5 separate regions of the Mus musculus genome follow, and regions 2, 3, 4 and 5 are each linked to region 1. The links are chromatin contacts, called in public HiChIP or PLAC-seq maps. All regions are on one chromosome and are shown on one strand. Each heading gives the region's core, a stretch centred on a gene start, on an enhancer-like site or on the middle of the called end of the contact. The rest is flanking DNA. Distances are from core to core; before and after follow the strand shown.

Region 1 (3,270 bases), core at 559-3,058:
AAAACACTTTCGCTGTGTGCTGTTGTCTCTCCTATACCTGATCCCCTGCCCAGAACAGTCATTCAGGCAGACACTGCTGGACCTGGCCCCCTAGTGCAGCCCCTTGCTGTGAACCCAGGACAAAGCAGGTCCTTCCCCAGCTGTCACCTCTAAAGGAGCTGGCCTGCAGGCAGGCAGACACAATCAGAGAGAATCATGGAAACTCCCCACGCTGGAGAGGTGAGGCCACTTTCAAGGGAAGAGCCAGGGCCCAGGGGCTAATTGCTCAATGCATCAAAAACACCCCAAGCCTACAGCAAGAAAAAAGGAAGGAAACCCACCCGGGGCAGATGCAGCCCTCTGCCTGTCTCGGCCTACACGTGCATGGTCAGTCCCTGGGTTCCCCTGCAGCCACGGGGAGCTGGGGTGCTGGCTGCATCTGCCTGCTCCCAAACACACTCATCCATCCTACCCCCAAGTTCAAATGAAACTTGCTCCTGTTTGGGAGAAGAATTTCATTAGGGGGAAAAAAATATAATATGAAAATACCCATTTAGAAGGAATATGCTATTAATTCTTAGTACTACATGCAGAAGGGGAAAATTGCATTTTTATCTAAATGGTTTTTCTGCATAAGCCATTTACAATGTACTTTGCTTCTTGTAATAGGCCCTGCTAACCATTAGTGCCGGGACACCCAGGCTGAGAGCTGAGATCGCCCTCAAATTACTGTAACCCCTCAAATGCTATTCAGAGGGGGGACTCAGCAAAAGGGTTGGGATCCTCTTTTTTTTTTTTTAAGGAAGAAACAAAATATTGCTGAGCAGGAGAGAAATCAGAGGAAGACAGGAGGCCATAGTTAAAACCAAAAACAAATGCCCCTCTCACCAGCTGCCACACCAAATCCCTGTTGAGTTTTGGTTGTGTGGTTCCAACCATCCAACCAACCCTGCCCGTGCAGGATCCACGCAGTACAGCACGACGGTGCGCATGTCCTCGTCAAACAAGCAAATAAGGGTAAGACGGAATTCAGAACATCAAAACAAACTATTTTTAAACACGGAGCAAAAACAGCGATGTGAGGTGGCAAGACGGCTGTTTCCCACTAAACCTCGTTTCTCTAGCTGTGGAAGCCTACAGCATGCAGACAGCAGCACCTAATGCCACACAGAGGTTCCTCCTGGCAGTTCTGAACCCTGCTACTCGGAACAACAACAACGGAAAGCTCACCACGAGAGAAGTGGGGTCGGCAGCGGGGCCACCTCTGGCTTCATGTTCGTCCCCCATGGCATCTTGTGTCAAGTCGGCTCAAACTTCAAAAACAGCACTTTTTTCTTTTTCTCAAAGTGTCTTTTTTTTTTTTTTAATCTCCAGTTTTCTCCTTTGGATTCCCAAAATAACTACTGAATACCAAGTATGGGAAGCTAAATTAATTCATTAAAAAGAAGCAAGGCTATGGCAGAGGCAGGGCGTGGGGCTCCCTCACTATCGTGCCTCTGGCTGCCGTCTTCTGGCATGTCCTGGCCCATAAATTCTTATTACCAACCAGGAGCTCAAAATGTCATAGTCACAGTTAAGAAAGGTAGCCGGTGTGCCCCCACCCTGCCAAAGTACCCCAAACAAGGGAGATGGGGCGCTGTAATTACAGGAAATAACTCCGGTTTTAAGGGTTAGATAAAGACCCTCTCCAAATTTAAAGCCAGACACCGATGTCCATTAGAGTTTAACAGACCCACATAAAAAAAGAAATCGTGTCCTCATCCTTCCAAAAGCCCGCTTCCTCAGAGCCTCAAGTTCACTGAAGGTTGGTGCAGTGCCAAAAACACCCAGGCTGGGTCTGGCTGTGCAAAGACGAGGCCTCGGAGGGAAACATGGGAGAGTCAAAGCAAGGGGGGTGGCCCAGGGGCATCTCAGGAAGATGTTTGCTCAAGAATTGTCATCACCTAATTGAGCTTTATGGTGGCAGTAGCTTCAGAAAGTGGAGTTTTCAAGCACCACCTCAGAGATAGGCACGGATGAGGAGCCCACAGACAAAGAGGGGCAGTGGTTGAAGCGCCCACCGTCAACGTGACACATGCACCCTGTGGAGACTGTGTTCAGAAAGACTCTGGGTCAGTCTGCCATCTCCTTCCTTCCTTCTGGCTTAAGAGGCCCTGGCATGGTTTCCCTTCCTTCTTTGGAAGTGCACCCACACATTTCTGAAGTTACACACACACACAGAGGCCCATATACCACCATTCCTACTGCTCATTACAGTGAGAGATGAGCAGGGGGCCCCAAACCACAGTGAGATGCCCCAGGCTTGGGGGTCATGACACTTGCCTCCCAGGCTTTTAGGAATTAATGCTCATGAACATCCCAGAGTCCCAGGATGGGGGCATCAGAAGAGGCTGTGTTCTATGCCTACCTCCAAGGCCCCAGGTAGTGGGTACAACGGAATAGCTACCATTTCTCTAAAAGTGTACAGCTAAAGGCCACTGTCCCCTCTTCCTGTGAAGGGACAGTGAAGGGATGGGGGCGTGGAGGTTCTCTTCTGTGACCAATGACTGGATTACTTCACTAATGCATGCATGTATGCATGTGCACATGTGTGCGCCCGTGCGTGTGCGCACAGACCCCTCTAACCTCACACGTGCTCACAAATGCATCTCACACTTCAAACACAAAATACATGCTCGATCACTAAACGAAGCCAAATAATACTGAAACACACGAGGAACTTCACGGGCCCTCTCCCAGAGGCCCAGCAGTATAGCCAGTTCAGCGAAACCTGATAATACCGAGATCAGTGAGCCTCCACCTCACACCGAATGAAGGCCAGAACTTTGTCTGAGCTTTGAGGAGTGAAAATTATCTTTCCATTTCCTAGTAAGAGTTCTCAGGCCTTAGCTCAGAAGGACATACATGCATGTACGTACACACATACACAGAGAGAGGGGGGAAGGGAGAGGGAGAGGGAGAGGGAGAGGGAGAGGGAGAGGGAGAGGGAGAGGGAGAGGGAGAGGGAGAGAGAGAGAGAGAGAGAGATCCCGAATCATTTAGATATATCTGGAGCATAAGGATCAGGCAATCACTCCCCCTTCAAAAAAAAAAAAAAAAAAGCCAAATCCTGGCCTTTCTCTCAGCCACTAGCAAGCTATGCAACAGTCAGCTGCAGAGATAAAATGATAACCAGTTTCAACCGGACAGGCCTTTCACTGGGGTGTGAGGGTTTCTGGTCCCTTTGCTATGGCCCCTTCCTATACCTGCTTACCCCAAGTCAGGAAATCTCCCTTCTGCTAAATCTGTCAC
Region 2 (3,270 bases), core at 383-2,882, 700 kb before region 1:
CACAGCAGTAGCTAGCAGCTACACCTCTATCATGAAGACTTGCCTCGAGGACCAAGTATAACTGTGTGAGAAACAATGTTGCTGTGTGTGGAACCCTGACTCTGCCTGGCCTTATGCTCAGATGTGGGAAGAGTCCAAATGTGTGCCTTCAAGGGCAGAGCATCCCAGTGCCTCACACACAGGGCCTGGTGTCTATGCATTGGCTGTTGGATACTATTGAGCCTGAGACTCTTAAGCCTTCCTCTGGCTTGGGTGTGGGTTCGAACTATGTGTCTAGAGGCTCTGGTGTCTCCGTTGCCCAGGGTTAATTGGGAGGCAGACTTTCTTGTGGTAGAGCTGTGTTAGACCAAGGCAGGGCAGGCAATGGAATGTGGGCCAACCTCAGCCCATGTGTGAATACAGACTCTGAGGTCCCAGCTCAGCCCTTGAGTCAGAGAGAACATTGTAACCAAAGTCCAGTGGGTTTGTGTGCCTGGGTTCCAGTGCACACCAGTTTATCCACAACACACCCTGCCCCATACACACAGACAAAGCTAGCTATGCTAAGGGACTGGTAGGCATGTAAAACATTTCCAATCCAGTGCAGAAGGACACTTTGGTAAGATACAGTACAAACAGCTAACAACTACAGACTTTAAATGGGAAATCAAACCCTTGCTCCATGCCTTTGCTCTGAGGGTGGATTTGATAGATGTGGTATTGCTATCTGCCACACCCTGGTTCCCTTCCCCTATAGGTCTCTCTCTGTGACAGGGCACAGTTAGCCAGCACCAGGTGTCATGGCCCCGCTCTGCACACCACCACGCTGGCATACACAGTGGTGGTGCAGCAGACAGCACGAGCCATGCGGAGCTGTGTTTGACATTGTCGACTGGGAAAGACGCTGGCCTTGGGCCGCACTCAGCAAACTGCTGGCTGGTGATTCTCCTCTTCTTTCTCAGCCTCCTGAGGACTATGACCATAGGTTTATGCCACCAAATCTGGCTCAGTAATACTTAAAACAAACTTTCCTCCATTTCCTGGGTAGGTAATGGGGGCCCAGAGACGTTAAGTTACTTGCCCAAGGCCGCTTAACACACTGGTGGCGTAACCTGAGTCCATTTGTTTGAACATTTCAAGGCAGGGGATTGGAAAGGAAGGCATGTCAGCAAGCGACACGCAGAGGACATTGTACCCTGTACTCTGCGTGAGTGACAGCTGTCAAGGAGCCAGGCACAGGGGAGGGCTCTGGCGTCTCCATAGCCGTCTTTTATGGGAAGCTGGCATCTTAGAATCTTTACCAGCTCAGGGCTGGGAGGGTCTCCATGGCCCTACTGTGTGTGATGCAGAGCCTGCCCTCCTATCCATCCGTGCTGCCAGGGCACAGGGCCAAGCTCAATTCACTGGGGCCCTCTCTCTTCCTTTCCTGTCCCTAGAGCTCTAGGGGCCCAGCAGAGAGGCCTAGGGTCTGGCAGGCTGGGTGAGGGCTTGTTATCCACAGGCTGATGGCTGCCACTGAAGACTGCCCGAGGACATCCAGGCGGGAGCTGTTTCTGAGGCCTGCTGTGCCCGGAGAGCTGGCTGCCAGTGTCTGTGCCCAGGGTCCGTGTGCTTCTTCACTGACTCATTAATCCTGATTAACAGAAAAAGGCAGCAGGCGGGGGCCCTCTTAACAGGCAAGCGGCGGCTGGCGTGCTTTCACCAAGCACAGTGGTGCCCAGGAGACTCAACATCGATGAATTATTCAAACCAGCCAAGGCAGGGAAACCCAAAGACATGGCGTGGTGGCACCTGCCCCCGTCCTGCCCCCGGGGCTGCTGTACCCTGCATCTTGGGGCACAGGCCCAGGGCTCCTTGGTGACTGTGCTCCGACCCCTCCTTCTCAGATGGAAGTTGAATTTGCAATTGATTGTTCCCAAGTGCCTTAGAGGTCTAGTAATGGATCCAAAATGACATTTCCCACCTGCCGGTCCCCGGGGGACACTGAAAAGGGTTTGTGGATGGGCCTATGATGGAGAATGTGACAGGGGAGGCTCAGAAGAGGGATGCATGTGTGTATGCATGTATACATGCATGTGTGTGTATGTATGAACATATGTATGTATGTGTGTATACATGCATGTGCTTGTATGTGTACGCATGCTATGTGCATGTGTGTTTGTGTGTCTGTATGTATACATGCATGTGTGTATGGGTGCCTATTGGTGTACACGTTTGTGTGTGTGTACACATGTTTGTGTGTGTATGTGCATGTACACATGCACATGTGTTATAAGTATGTAATCGTCTTTTTTTGGTAATGTGTCTACACATACGCACATGTGTTATATGTATGTACACATGCATGTGTGTGTATGTGTATATGTCACACAGTAGCAGCAATGCCTGGAATGTTAGGAGAGGAACCGCCCAGGGCCCAGAATAGAATACCACACCAATGGGCTGAGGGAGTATTTGGAGAATACAAGGGGTAAACTGAGGTTGGAAGGGGGACAGGCACCTGCCCCAAGTTGCTAAGTAACTGAAAACCATGGAGCTGGGCTCACAGCCCAGGCTGATTTGTCCCCAGCAGACTGACCCATGGCTGGGCACAGGCAGTGTGCCAGGCCTTGAGTGAAGGGTTTTGTTCCCTGGCATCTTCATGATTCCTATATTGATTCCCATGAGGAAGTGGAGTTCACAGAGACTGTGCCTCAAGGTAGGCTGGAGAGAGGCAGCCTTGAGTGCAGAGTGGTCCTGTGGGGTGCTGGGCCTACATTGAAGTTAGTGGCTCTGGGCCTCCCTGTATGCCAGGAATACAGTCAGTGAAACAGCCCTCCTGCCCAGACTGGGCATGCTGGGGCTCATGCTGCCACCTCCCTTCTGTCCCCAGACATGTGGGTGTAATCAAGTTTTCTTTTTTTTTTTTGTAATCGACTTTTCTAAAACTGTCTTTATAGCACCCATGGCATTTGGGGAGTTTGAACAAAGGCCCGAGAAGAGATTTCTGGACAAAGGGTGCAGAGGACCTGGATGTCTGGGCGCAAAACTAGTCCCTCCCAGGATGCCTGCTGTTAGCTGTGAGCAGGGTTGAGCATCCACAAGGCTTTCCTGAGTAGAGGCAGAAGCTGCTAATGGGTTGGAGTCGGGATGGGGCCTCTGAGCCCAACCGTGATGTGAAAGGACAGTGGTGACAGAAGTTTGGGGCTTGGCGAGCCTGTCACTGTGTAAGCCATTTACTCCTGAGCACACGTCAGGAGGTCGGCACCCCCAGGGCTGGCACCACCAGTGTCAGCATCCCTGGGGCCAGCA
Region 3 (3,270 bases), core at 231-2,730, 680 kb before region 1:
GGCCATCAGTGGAGCCCACAGGTGAGTTCTAGGAACTAGAATGGGGTGGGTGTGGGGTGGGTGGGAAGGTGGGTAGACACTGCAGCATGCAGGAATGGTGGGGTGGGGGAGGGGCAGAGTCAGAAAGTGGAAGTCAGGGAAGGCCCCAAGCTTGGCCACTGGTATCCTGCTGTGCAATTTTGGGCACATCACATGATTTCTCTGATCCTTGCCTTCCAGGGCTGGGACTGGGAGCCTTCAGCACAGGATGGGATGGAAGTGTGGTTATCAGGTGAGGTACCTCACTGAGTCTGGTACCCACTGGCCATAGCAGGTATGTCAACGCTGCCGACATGCAGTGGTGACCCGTGAGGGTGGGCTCTGGAGTCATGTGGACTGGGTTCAAACTTCGCTTCTTGGCTGTGAGAATTTAGGCAGCCTTCTGCTGCTGGAGCCCATGTCCCTGACTGGCAGGGTGGGGTCTGGTCCTTCACTGCCCTGTGTGGATGGTTTATGGATATGAGAAAGCCCCATGCATCAGGTGTACACTCAGACCATGGACTGCTTAGAATTCACAGGGAGTTGAAAGTCAGTACCAGGCAGGCCATAGGCTCTTAGCAGCTGTCAGGTATGTGTGTGTGTGTGTGTGTGTGTGTGTGTGTGTGTGTGTGTGTTTGTTGGGTGGGCATCAGGCTGTGTCTGCCAAGTGGGTGGTCATGGGGTTTGGAGGGTGATGTGAGAGTGTTTCTAAAACGATCTCCTCCCAAGCTTGCTAACTTACTGTGTGACCTTGGGCCAGCCCCTCAACCTCTCTGGACCCTGCTCCCTTGTGTGTAAATCCTGGAAAGGTTTACTTAAGTGCTAAGGTTTTGTTTGTTTGTTTGTTTGTTTGTTTTCTTCTTCAGAGCCTTAAAAAAAAATCGATGGTTATAAAGGTTTGTGGTTAGCGAGAACCATCTGCCCCAGGCAAAGACCAGACCCTCCCCAACCTTTCAGGCAGAAATAAAACAACAAGCAGCCGGTTTTGCAAATTGCCATCTCGGAGGTCGTAAGCACTGGTATCTGCTTTTGTGCGCGACTTGATTGAAATTCTTCTGCGATGGCGGGTGTCCCCACCATCAGTGCCTTAATTAGAAATGAGGACAGTCACATCGGCATAAATTAAATCAGACTAAAGATGATTAACAAAGTAAATGCAAGGAATCATTAAATTAAACCATTGTGCCAGGTCCTCTGCCTATCTATCACAAATTTGGGCTGCTAATGAGGGTCTTAATTAGTAAGTTAGGTCGAAATAATTCATGCCAGTCACTCAGAGGCAGACCCCCTTTCCTCCTCTGCATCTTACCCGGTCTTTCTGCTTCCAGCTCCGAATGCAAATGCATCGGGCCGTGGACCACGGACGGACATCGCTGACAAATGACATCATTCTCCCATGATCAAACCCTCCTGGCACTGGATGTGTTTGCTGTGATGCCTGGGGCGAGGCCCCGTTCGCCACAAGGGGCGAGATTAGTCCTAACACAACTGGACTGCAGATAGATGAGACCTGGTTCTGGATTCATCAGCTGGGAGGCAGAAGAGTGAGGGCTGCAGACAGGAGACTTGAGGGGTCATAGAGTGGCCCAGGGTAGACCTGGGGACTCTGGTGTTGGGTTTTATAAAAAAGAAAGGCAACCCAGGGATACGTTTGGTAGAGGCATGGTATGGTGCAGGGGAAGTGGGTGCCTCTGTGGGTGTGCACCTCTCCCCTGAGGTACCATAGTATAGAATTAGAGTTTAGGGCACAGAGAGGGAAGTTGAGGGGGTAGTAGAGACAGAGAAAGGTAGAGAGAAAGGGTCAGGGAAGGGGGAGAGGGAGAGTAGTAGAGGCTGGCCGTGAACATGGAGAGAGAAGGGAGGGGAGGGGAATGGGAGTAAGGGAGTAAGAGGCTGAGGAGGGGGCAGGCAGCCCCTTTTATACTGAGGCCAGCACACCTGGCTGTTGCCAGGTAACTGTGGGGTGGAGCCTAGAAGAAATGCTAACATCTGGTATCCCAGGATTCCCTGCTCTTCCCAGCTGTGTTCAGCAGATCTGCTCACACTCCCTATCTACTGAGGAAGAATCAGAGAGGTGAATGGACTTGCCTAAGGTCACACACAGAGGCAGAGCCTGACTCAGCAGCCCATCCTGGCTCTACCAGTGATGGCCAGGTGGCTGGGTGGCAGGTGGGCGTGGATGTGTGGTAGGAACTCAGAAGGGAAAGCAGAGTAGACCAATTGAGGATGGGCTGGGGAGATGGAGAGCCTTTGGTGTCAGAGACTTGGCGTGGATATCAGAATCTGCCAGTGATGTCTACTCACCGAGTCTCGGTTTCCTCATCTGTAGTTTGGGTGCAATGAATATCGACTGGTGTGAGCTTTTTGAGGTTTCAGTGATGTCTTGTGAGATGTGTGTAGTGAACGATTCTTCTGTCACCATCCTGGTGGTTGTCTGGGGACTCAGTTAAGCTTTTGGATTGCTATGAACCCTATGAACCCCAATGACTCCTTCATCAAGACGCAGATGGGTTGGGTTCTCCTGCCCTCAGGAACGGGCAATCGGGAAGGCTTGATATTTGAGGTCATCAGACTGTTGGCTGGGACACAGGAGTGATGACGTCCCTGTCACATGGCAGGCTGGCTAGCATCGGTATTATTGGCCATGGAAGCCATCCAGTCAGGGGTGGGTTCCAGGGCACAGTGTGGCTCCAGCTGCTGTTCCTGCCTCAGCTGCTCAAGTCTGAGTGGGTGCTGTGGCCTAGATAATGTCACCTCCACCTTCCCCAGAGGTGACCATGCCTCATACCTGAGTACTTTGTGCACACGTTCCTTTCTATAGCAAAAGGAATTTTTGTGTGTCTGTGAGTTGATAACCGGTCTTAGGCTAGGAGCCGATCCTAGATAGAGAGTCATAGTGCAGTGACAGGTGTCTCCCTAAGCACACACCTGGGGTGGGAGGGGCCTGGTCCGTGGGAGGGGCCTGGGTTCATGGGAGGGGCCTGGGTCCTAGTTGTCAGTCAGAACACCTGTGACTGCTTCTCCCAGATGATTTGGAAAGAGACTTCATTGAGAAAGATGATTTTAGTGGCAGAGGTAGTGTAGACAACAGAATACCAGGTAACTCATATCTATCTATCTATCTATCTATCTATCTATCTATCTATCTATCTTTCATTCATTCATTCATTCATTCATTATTTATTTATTTGGTCAAGGGTGAGTGACAGAAAACATTTCACTCACTTTTGGATGCTCACAGCCAAGGTCATG
Region 4 (3,270 bases), core at 492-2,991, 610 kb before region 1:
CCTCGCCTCCCCTCCCCCCTCCCCTCCCCTCCCCTCCCCTCTCCCCTCCCCTCCCCTCCCTCCCTCCCTCCCCCCCCTCAGGGTCCTGGAGCATGCTAGGCTGCCTAGACCTCCTCAGTGCTCGAATTGCAAGCTGAGCCACCAGCCTAGTAACTTCCGTGGGCTCTGTCTGGTGTTGATGTATGTTGCAAAACCTGTCCCTGGGAAGCCCTTCAGGATGGGGAGCCTTTCTCTGTAAGTACCAACCAGTGTGTTTCTCATACATAAAGACTAAGGGACAAGCTGAGCTGGGGGGGGGGGGTTCCGTTGTAGTCCCCCCCCCATTCAGATGCATGGTCCTTTCTGGGTGTAAGAAGACAAACATGGCCTCAGAGGGATGTTTACATCTGGGGATTGGTCTTTCAAAGTCAGTGACAAGTTCATTACCTGCCTGTGCCAGCAGAGAAGTCTTCAGGGACTCCGTGGGATCAGAAACTATCAATAATAAACACTTCCCGCATGAATGGTGGTTGAATGAACGAACGAATGGATGATTCTGTGTGTCCTGGCTCTACAGTCTGAGCGCATCCTCACAGACCCTGGTGGGCTCTAGCTCCACAGTCAGAGAGCATCGATGGGTTCTGGCTCCACAGTCAGAGCACACCCTCGCTGACACCCGATGGGTTCCAGCTCCACAGTCAGAACACATCCTCACAGACACCCCATGGGCTCGGGCTCCACTGTCAGAGCACATTGATGCGTACTGACTCCACAGTCAGAGCACATCCTCGCAGACACCCGATGGGCTGCATCTTTCAAGAGCCTGTTCACAGCATCAAGCTCCAAACACAGAGCCAGCATCATCCCTGAGCTTCACAGTTCTCCCACTGCTTTCACTTTGGGGAGACAGCCGAGGGTTCCTATGTCGCTCCAGAGACATCTCCCTGTTTCCCAGAAAAGCCTTTATTTTACTGTGTCCTGAACTTGAATGTGAGCAAGCACAACATTGTTGAGACTCGCGGCTCTCTGGTGGGTACCGAGCAGAGACCAGGGTTGTGTGGGGCACATAAAGAAGCCACTTGTGTGCACATTGCACCATGACCCCTACCTTGTTACTGGTGGGGCTGGATATCAGCTTGGTCATCACTGAAATCAAGGAAGCTGATGGCAGGCTGTTCAGGTAAGGAACAAGTTAGAGTTTGCAAATAGAGAGTAAGAACTGAACGCAGCTTGACTGAGTTTGGACAAAGCCACACCCACTAGCTTTGCTGTCTGCCTGTTTGGAGAATGAAGAATAAAGGTTATTGAGACTGAAAGTGACTTTAGAATCTGGAAGTGGAAGGCTGGTCTCCCAAATAGTCCAAGAAGGAAGACTGGAAGACAAGAGAGAGACATCCTGCCAACCTCCAGGATGGCTTTGCTTCTAGCAAAGCAGAAAGTGGTAAGGGGGAAAAAAACCCAAGAGGCATTTCTATTATCTGTTTGTGAGGATCCCTCATCAGCAAGATGAACTATGCCTTCTCCTATGGCTCACAGTGTGCTGAGGGCAGGTGACACCAGAGCACAGAAATGCAAGCAGGTTAGACCTGTGTGGTTGGGCCACCAGGATGCTTCTGGGTTGGGGTGCAACTGGGGGCTGGGCTGGTGGGAGAGCGGGCAGCATTAGGCTTTGGCAAGTTAATTAGGGTTCACGAGTGGAGCCTGTGAGCTGGGAGAGAGGACGGATTTGCATAAAGCCCATTTACATAATGCTCTTCACAAATTACACAAGCCAGAAGGCTGCTGGCTGGCAGGAGGGGGAGGGGAGGCTGGCAGGAAGATGCCTAGGTGGCCCAGCCAGAGGGGGCAGGGTGAGGCCCCTCCCCTACCCTCTGGGCCAATGGCTAGAGCTGTCTCTCCAGTGGCACAGGCCTTCAGCAGCCCACACTGTGACTATCAGCTCTGAGTTTCAGAGCCCACAGAATCTCAAACGACTTCTGGAGACAGGTTCTCCCTGGATGAAAACTTGGGGGTTCTCTGTTGCCTGAGTATCAGCCCCCACCACCTTAGCTAACCAGCTTGGTCATTCCTGGAGGACAGTCACCTTCCAGCTTCTGGACCTTATCTTCCTTCAAGTCCCTTTATCTTTCCCAAGTTTTATCTCATCTTAAAGACTTGGGTGCTGGCTTTACTGAGCATCTGCTGCCAGCTGCCTCTGAGACAAGCCCCTGACTCCCCATCTTGGGACATGTCCAGGTGTCCCTATGTCCCCCACGTGGCCAAGGATCCTTTGCCCAGCCATGTTGAAGCTCTTGATGGGATGCAGGAGGGTCCAGGGAATGGGCATCTCTGCCTTTCAGACAGTGAGTCTTATAAGGGAGGGTGTGACACTCACAAGCCTGTGCCCAGCTGGGTAGGAGCCTGCTTGAAAACAGCAGGCACCCAATAGCTGTCTGTGGATCTGGTGAAGGAAACATGACAGCAGCTTGAGAGCAGTTTCCATCCTAGCTTTAGTTCTAGAGCTCTTACCCTGTGCTAGAAGCCATAGGGGAAGGAAATACTGGCATGGGTTCCCCCCAGGGAGTGGGATCTCAAGTGGCCCACTGCATGCTCTGGGGAGGCAGACAAGGCTAAGCCAGACATGGAAGATGCACTGAACAATGGCCTCAGGTCTTTCATGAAAACAGACCTGGCAGGTGCTGGAAGCCTCAGGAGTTTGTGAGCAAAGGGGAAAGGAGATTTACAGCTACTGACCACCTACTAAGCACTTGCACTTACCCTAATGGACCCACAGTGAGCAGGAATGCTCCCTGGTCTAAAACCCATCCAGATAGAGCTTTCTAGATTGGCTCTTTATCTTTTGTCCAACACAAAAGTCGTCTCTAGCCTCAGGGAGCCTGGATAGATCAGAACATCTGCATCTTAGATGCCCCACGATCTACTCTGAACGATCACAGGCCAGTGGTAACATAGCCATACTGAATGGGGTGCTGTTTCTATGTGGAGGGACTGGCCAGAGCTCCTTCCATCTTCTACTCCTTCTGTCCCCTGTCTGTGAGTCTTTCTGAATGAGACATCCCCGACGTTTCTCTTCCACCTATTCCTGGACATACCACCCACGCTCAGGTTTAATTTTAGCTGATTCTCTCTCAAGGACAAAGTCTATATTTTTATTTTAATTTATGTCCCCTGAACCATTTCCAACTTTTACTTTTAGAACTGTCAGGATCAGTGACATGTGGCGTTTTAGGTACTTTTCTGCTGGTGGGTCCTAAATCTATTGTCATTTTATGTCACTTGGCAAAATGTACG
Region 5 (3,270 bases), core at 461-2,960, 570 kb before region 1:
CACATATATATATATATATATATATATATATATATATATACACACACACACACAGGCACACACACATATATTTATATACACACCCACAAATGCATATATATATATATATACACACACACACACATATATACACATACACACACACTCACACACAGGCACACACACACATATATTTATACACACAGGCACACACACATATGTATACACACACATATATTTATACACACACACAGAAGCACACACACATATACAAACATATATATACACACACAATGCACACACACACACATATATATTTATATATACACACATATACACATATATATACACATAGAGGCATACATACACACATACACATATATACACACACAGGCACACACACATATATTTATATACACACACAGGCACACACACACACAGAGGCACACACATATATTTATATACACACAGAGGCACACACATATATGCATACACACACATATATGCATACACACACATATATATTTATATACACACACAGAGGCACACACACATATATACATACACACAGGCACACACACACACAGAGGCACACACACACATTAAAATTCGATGTCTCTGCAGCATTTGTCCTTCTGAGCAGGCTTATCCCACTTAACGCAATGATGTCGATTCCCCATGCATTTTCCTGCAAAGGGCACAGTTCCATTCTTTATGCCTGATTTCAGCTCTGCTGTGGGCGTGGCTAATTCTCTAAGGGAAATGAGCTGAGGAGCAGGAGCAGTTAGGCGGGGGTGGGGTGGCCGTGAGGCTGCTTTAGACACATTGACTTTAGGGTACCATGGAACCCCTAAGTGAAGAAATAAAAACCCAGGACTCAGAAAGCAGGGTCTGATGGGAAACACTGAAAACGAAGAGGCCCGGGCCCTGATGCTGCTGTTTCTCCCTAGTCCCCGAACCCTCACTGAACCCCGAGCTTATTGGTACCACACAATTAGGTGCCTAATTGCTCTCTAATTGTTATGTGCCTTAGTCTGTCTTGCTAGACAAATTTGTTAGCTCCTGGAGGGCAGAAGGCTTCTTATCATGACCCCGGGTACCAGGTGGGGGTGGGGTGAGAGTCTGAATGGCAGAGGAGACTACCTGACTGGCTCATCACTCTTGTGGTTGCCTTACCTCAGTTTTCCCCTCCATGTAATGGGAGTCCTCGGCCCTGTGACCTTTCCCCCTGCCCCCCCCCCACCCCTTTCAGGGATTTATTGGTGTTTTCTTTGAGGGCTGAGACCTCTGCATGGGCTCCCTGGACAGGTCAGAAATTAAAACAAACCAAAAGAAACCTAAAATAGTAAGAAGCCGATCATGTATGTGCAGAGGCAGTGGCAGGCGAGTCCAGAGGAACGGGTTTCGTGGTTATACAGACAAACAAATCACTTCCCCAGGAGCTTCTTAGGGGAATTACAGTTCCTGGAAATGAAACACAAACAGATTATTAAGAAAGAGCTCCCCGTTGGGAGAGAAACAGTATTTACAAGAGAAGATGTGCCTAGCTGGACCTCTAATTGCCGTTCATTATCTCATATTGATTTAATTAGCTGCAGTGCTGAGGTCTGAATCGGTTCTGCCCGCAGCAGCAGGGGCTGTGCGCCTTAAGCGCCATTGACCTAGGCCTTCACCTTAGTTCACGCCTCCTCCCCCAAACCTAGGGTCAGCTGGCAGGGTGCTCTGGTGCTGGCTGTGGGCCGGAGGCGACCAGCCATGTCCACAGCCTCCTGAGCCTCTTTGTCTGGAGCGCCTCGGCCGGGTGGTTGTGAAGAGCTAATTATCTGCAGTAATTAGCGTGTGTTCATAATGAGGAATCAGAGTGGCTCGGAGTGCGGGGAGATACCGGCCCAGGCTGACTGCAGACCCGGGTGTGCAGGCAGCCAAAGTAAAGAGAGATGCCTTCCCAGGGTGCTCCCGAGGCCCCTAAGGGTGTCTCTTCTGCAGGATCTCCACCCAGGCGGCATCTGACCGTTCGGCCACGTGTGACCTCTCATCTCTCTCCCTGACCCAGAAACTGAAGCCGAACAGCTGGTTTCAGCTGGGAAAGAGGCGATTAGCGTTCCCTCTAGTGGGCATCTGGGACCAATTGTTGTGAAGATTTGGGGTTTATAATTGCAAGAGATTAATGGGGGAGTAGGCCATCAGGCTTAAGAGGTCGCTAATTGCTCTTTTAACATAATTGTGTCCAGGCAGGAGAGAGGGAGGGAGAGGGAGAGTGGAGTGGCCCATACACTGTGTGCACACCGCGCGTGCGTGCACTGAGCCCCTGGCTTGGCATGTAGACTCACACTGTGAGGACAGTGAGGTGGCTTCTGTGGGGATTCTTGTACTGGGGATACAATAGACAATGAGGTCAACCTGAGTTGCAGGGCAAAATAGAGAATGGGGGTTCTTTCCAACTCGACATCAGGTAAAAACCCTCACAGCATATTGTGCCTTGAGGAGGGGCAGACAGGTTTTATTTTTCATGCAAATTCTTCATTTCTCAGTACCAGGAAGGCATGGAAATTTCCCATCCTGGTCATAGTAGGGGTGTGTGTGTGTGTGTGTGTGTGTGGGAATCAGCGATCAACTAGTAATGTCTGCTTTGGCCGAGGGAGAGACTTATTTGGTGTGGATGACACACATTGACCTCTTTAATAGAAGGTCTATGTCTTTATTTTCTTTAGTATGGAATTAGACTATCAGAGAGGAGACATGATTGGTCTAAGTCCCCTGGGTCTCTTAAGAATGCCACAGTGAGACCTGGGGAAGGGTTTGAGAGTCAAGAAGGGGATGGTTCCCTAGAGACCCTTTCTTCCTGGCTGACCCGTGGGAGGCTCACAGTGACTTGTGCTCAGCTGTTAAAGCAGAGGGGGAAGACGGGTCAGTGAGGAGCCACCCATTCTGCCCTCCACACTCTGGTTGGTCACCATTAATAAAGAAACCAGCTTCTTTGAGCTCTTGCTTAATCAGCTCAGAGGATATCTCTCTGGTGACCACTCACTCCATGTTTTGCACCACCTTCGCCAACCACAAAGATCGACTGACTTGTTTATCTAGGTCCTTATCCCCCAGACATGTATGTATGCAACTCAACATCAGGTAAAAATCCTTGAAGCATAGGGGAGGGGTAGATAGGTCTTATTTTTCATGAAAATTCTGCATTTCTCAGTACCAGGAAGGCAAGGAAATTTCCCATCCTGGTGATGGGGAGGGGGGATATCAGTGATCAACTAGTAATGTCTGCTTTGGCACCTTATCTTGCTT

What was found. HiChIP or PLAC-seq counts read pairs in DNA pulled down with a chosen protein or histone mark.
Region 2: a contact with region 1 is called in an H3K4me3 HiChIP or PLAC-seq map of embryonic forebrain, with 8 times the contacts expected there. The contact joins two enhancer-like sites. A contact is called at or near these places in 1 of 484 Hi-C or Micro-C datasets (bone marrow-derived macrophages) and 8 of 115 datasets of contacts at active chromatin or transcription factors (craniofacial prominence, embryonic basal ganglia, embryonic forebrain and 5 more).
Region 3: an H3K4me3 HiChIP or PLAC-seq map of embryonic forebrain shows a contact between it and region 1, with 7 times the contacts expected there. The contact joins two enhancer-like sites. A contact is called at or near these places in 10 of 115 datasets of contacts at active chromatin or transcription factors (VIP interneurons, craniofacial prominence, embryonic basal ganglia and 6 more).
Region 4: a contact with region 1 is called in an H3K4me3 HiChIP or PLAC-seq map of embryonic forebrain, with 7 times the contacts expected there. The contact joins two enhancer-like sites. A contact is called at or near these places in 8 of 115 datasets of contacts at active chromatin or transcription factors (SST interneurons, VIP interneurons, embryonic basal ganglia and 5 more) and 2 of 9 other capture datasets (embryonic stem cells and embryonic tail).
Region 5: an H3K4me3 HiChIP or PLAC-seq map of embryonic forebrain shows a contact between it and region 1, with 6 times the contacts expected there. The contact joins two enhancer-like sites. A contact is called at or near these places in 1 of 484 Hi-C or Micro-C datasets (nephron progenitors) and 7 of 115 datasets of contacts at active chromatin or transcription factors (embryonic basal ganglia, embryonic forebrain, embryonic hindbrain and 4 more).

Annotation. Positions count from the first base shown.
Region 1 is chr5:111,430,064-111,433,333 of GRCm38.p6, reverse strand. The region is part of intron 2 of Mn1 (meningioma 1); the gene reads right to left. Among named protein-coding and RNA genes, the nearest start is that of Mn1, 14 kb to the right of the region's middle. Within about 2 kb of position 1,808, at least 13 of the 459 cell types and tissues checked have an H3K27ac peak or open chromatin away from gene starts, as enhancers often do. A contact at or near this core is called in SST interneurons and embryonic forebrain, where this site is marked.
Region 2 is chr5:112,132,248-112,135,517 of GRCm38.p6, reverse strand. No RefSeq gene overlaps it. Among named protein-coding and RNA genes, the nearest start is that of Gm30032, 13 kb to the right of the region's middle. Within about 2 kb of position 1,632, at least 54 of the 459 cell types and tissues checked have an H3K27ac peak or open chromatin away from gene starts, as enhancers often do. A contact at or near this core is called in embryonic forebrain, where this site is marked.
Region 3 is chr5:112,108,586-112,111,855 of GRCm38.p6, reverse strand. Gm30032 (a long non-coding RNA gene) reads left to right here. Exons shown (of 4, transcript XR_880589.2): 3 at 220-313. Among named protein-coding and RNA genes, the nearest start is that of Gm30032, 11 kb to the left of the region's middle. Within about 2 kb of position 1,480, at least 29 of the 459 cell types and tissues checked have an H3K27ac peak or open chromatin away from gene starts, as enhancers often do. A contact at or near this core is called in embryonic forebrain, where this site is marked.
Region 4 is chr5:112,039,987-112,043,256 of GRCm38.p6, reverse strand. No RefSeq gene overlaps it. Among named protein-coding and RNA genes, the nearest start is that of Gm30032, 79 kb to the left of the region's middle. Within about 2 kb of position 1,741, at least 24 of the 459 cell types and tissues checked have an H3K27ac peak or open chromatin away from gene starts, as enhancers often do. A contact at or near this core is called in SST interneurons and embryonic forebrain, where this site is marked.
Region 5 is chr5:112,000,796-112,004,065 of GRCm38.p6, reverse strand. No RefSeq gene overlaps it. Among named protein-coding and RNA genes, the nearest start is that of Gm36794, 56 kb to the right of the region's middle. Within about 2 kb of position 1,710, at least 46 of the 459 cell types and tissues checked have an H3K27ac peak or open chromatin away from gene starts, as enhancers often do. A contact at or near this core is called in embryonic forebrain, where this site is marked.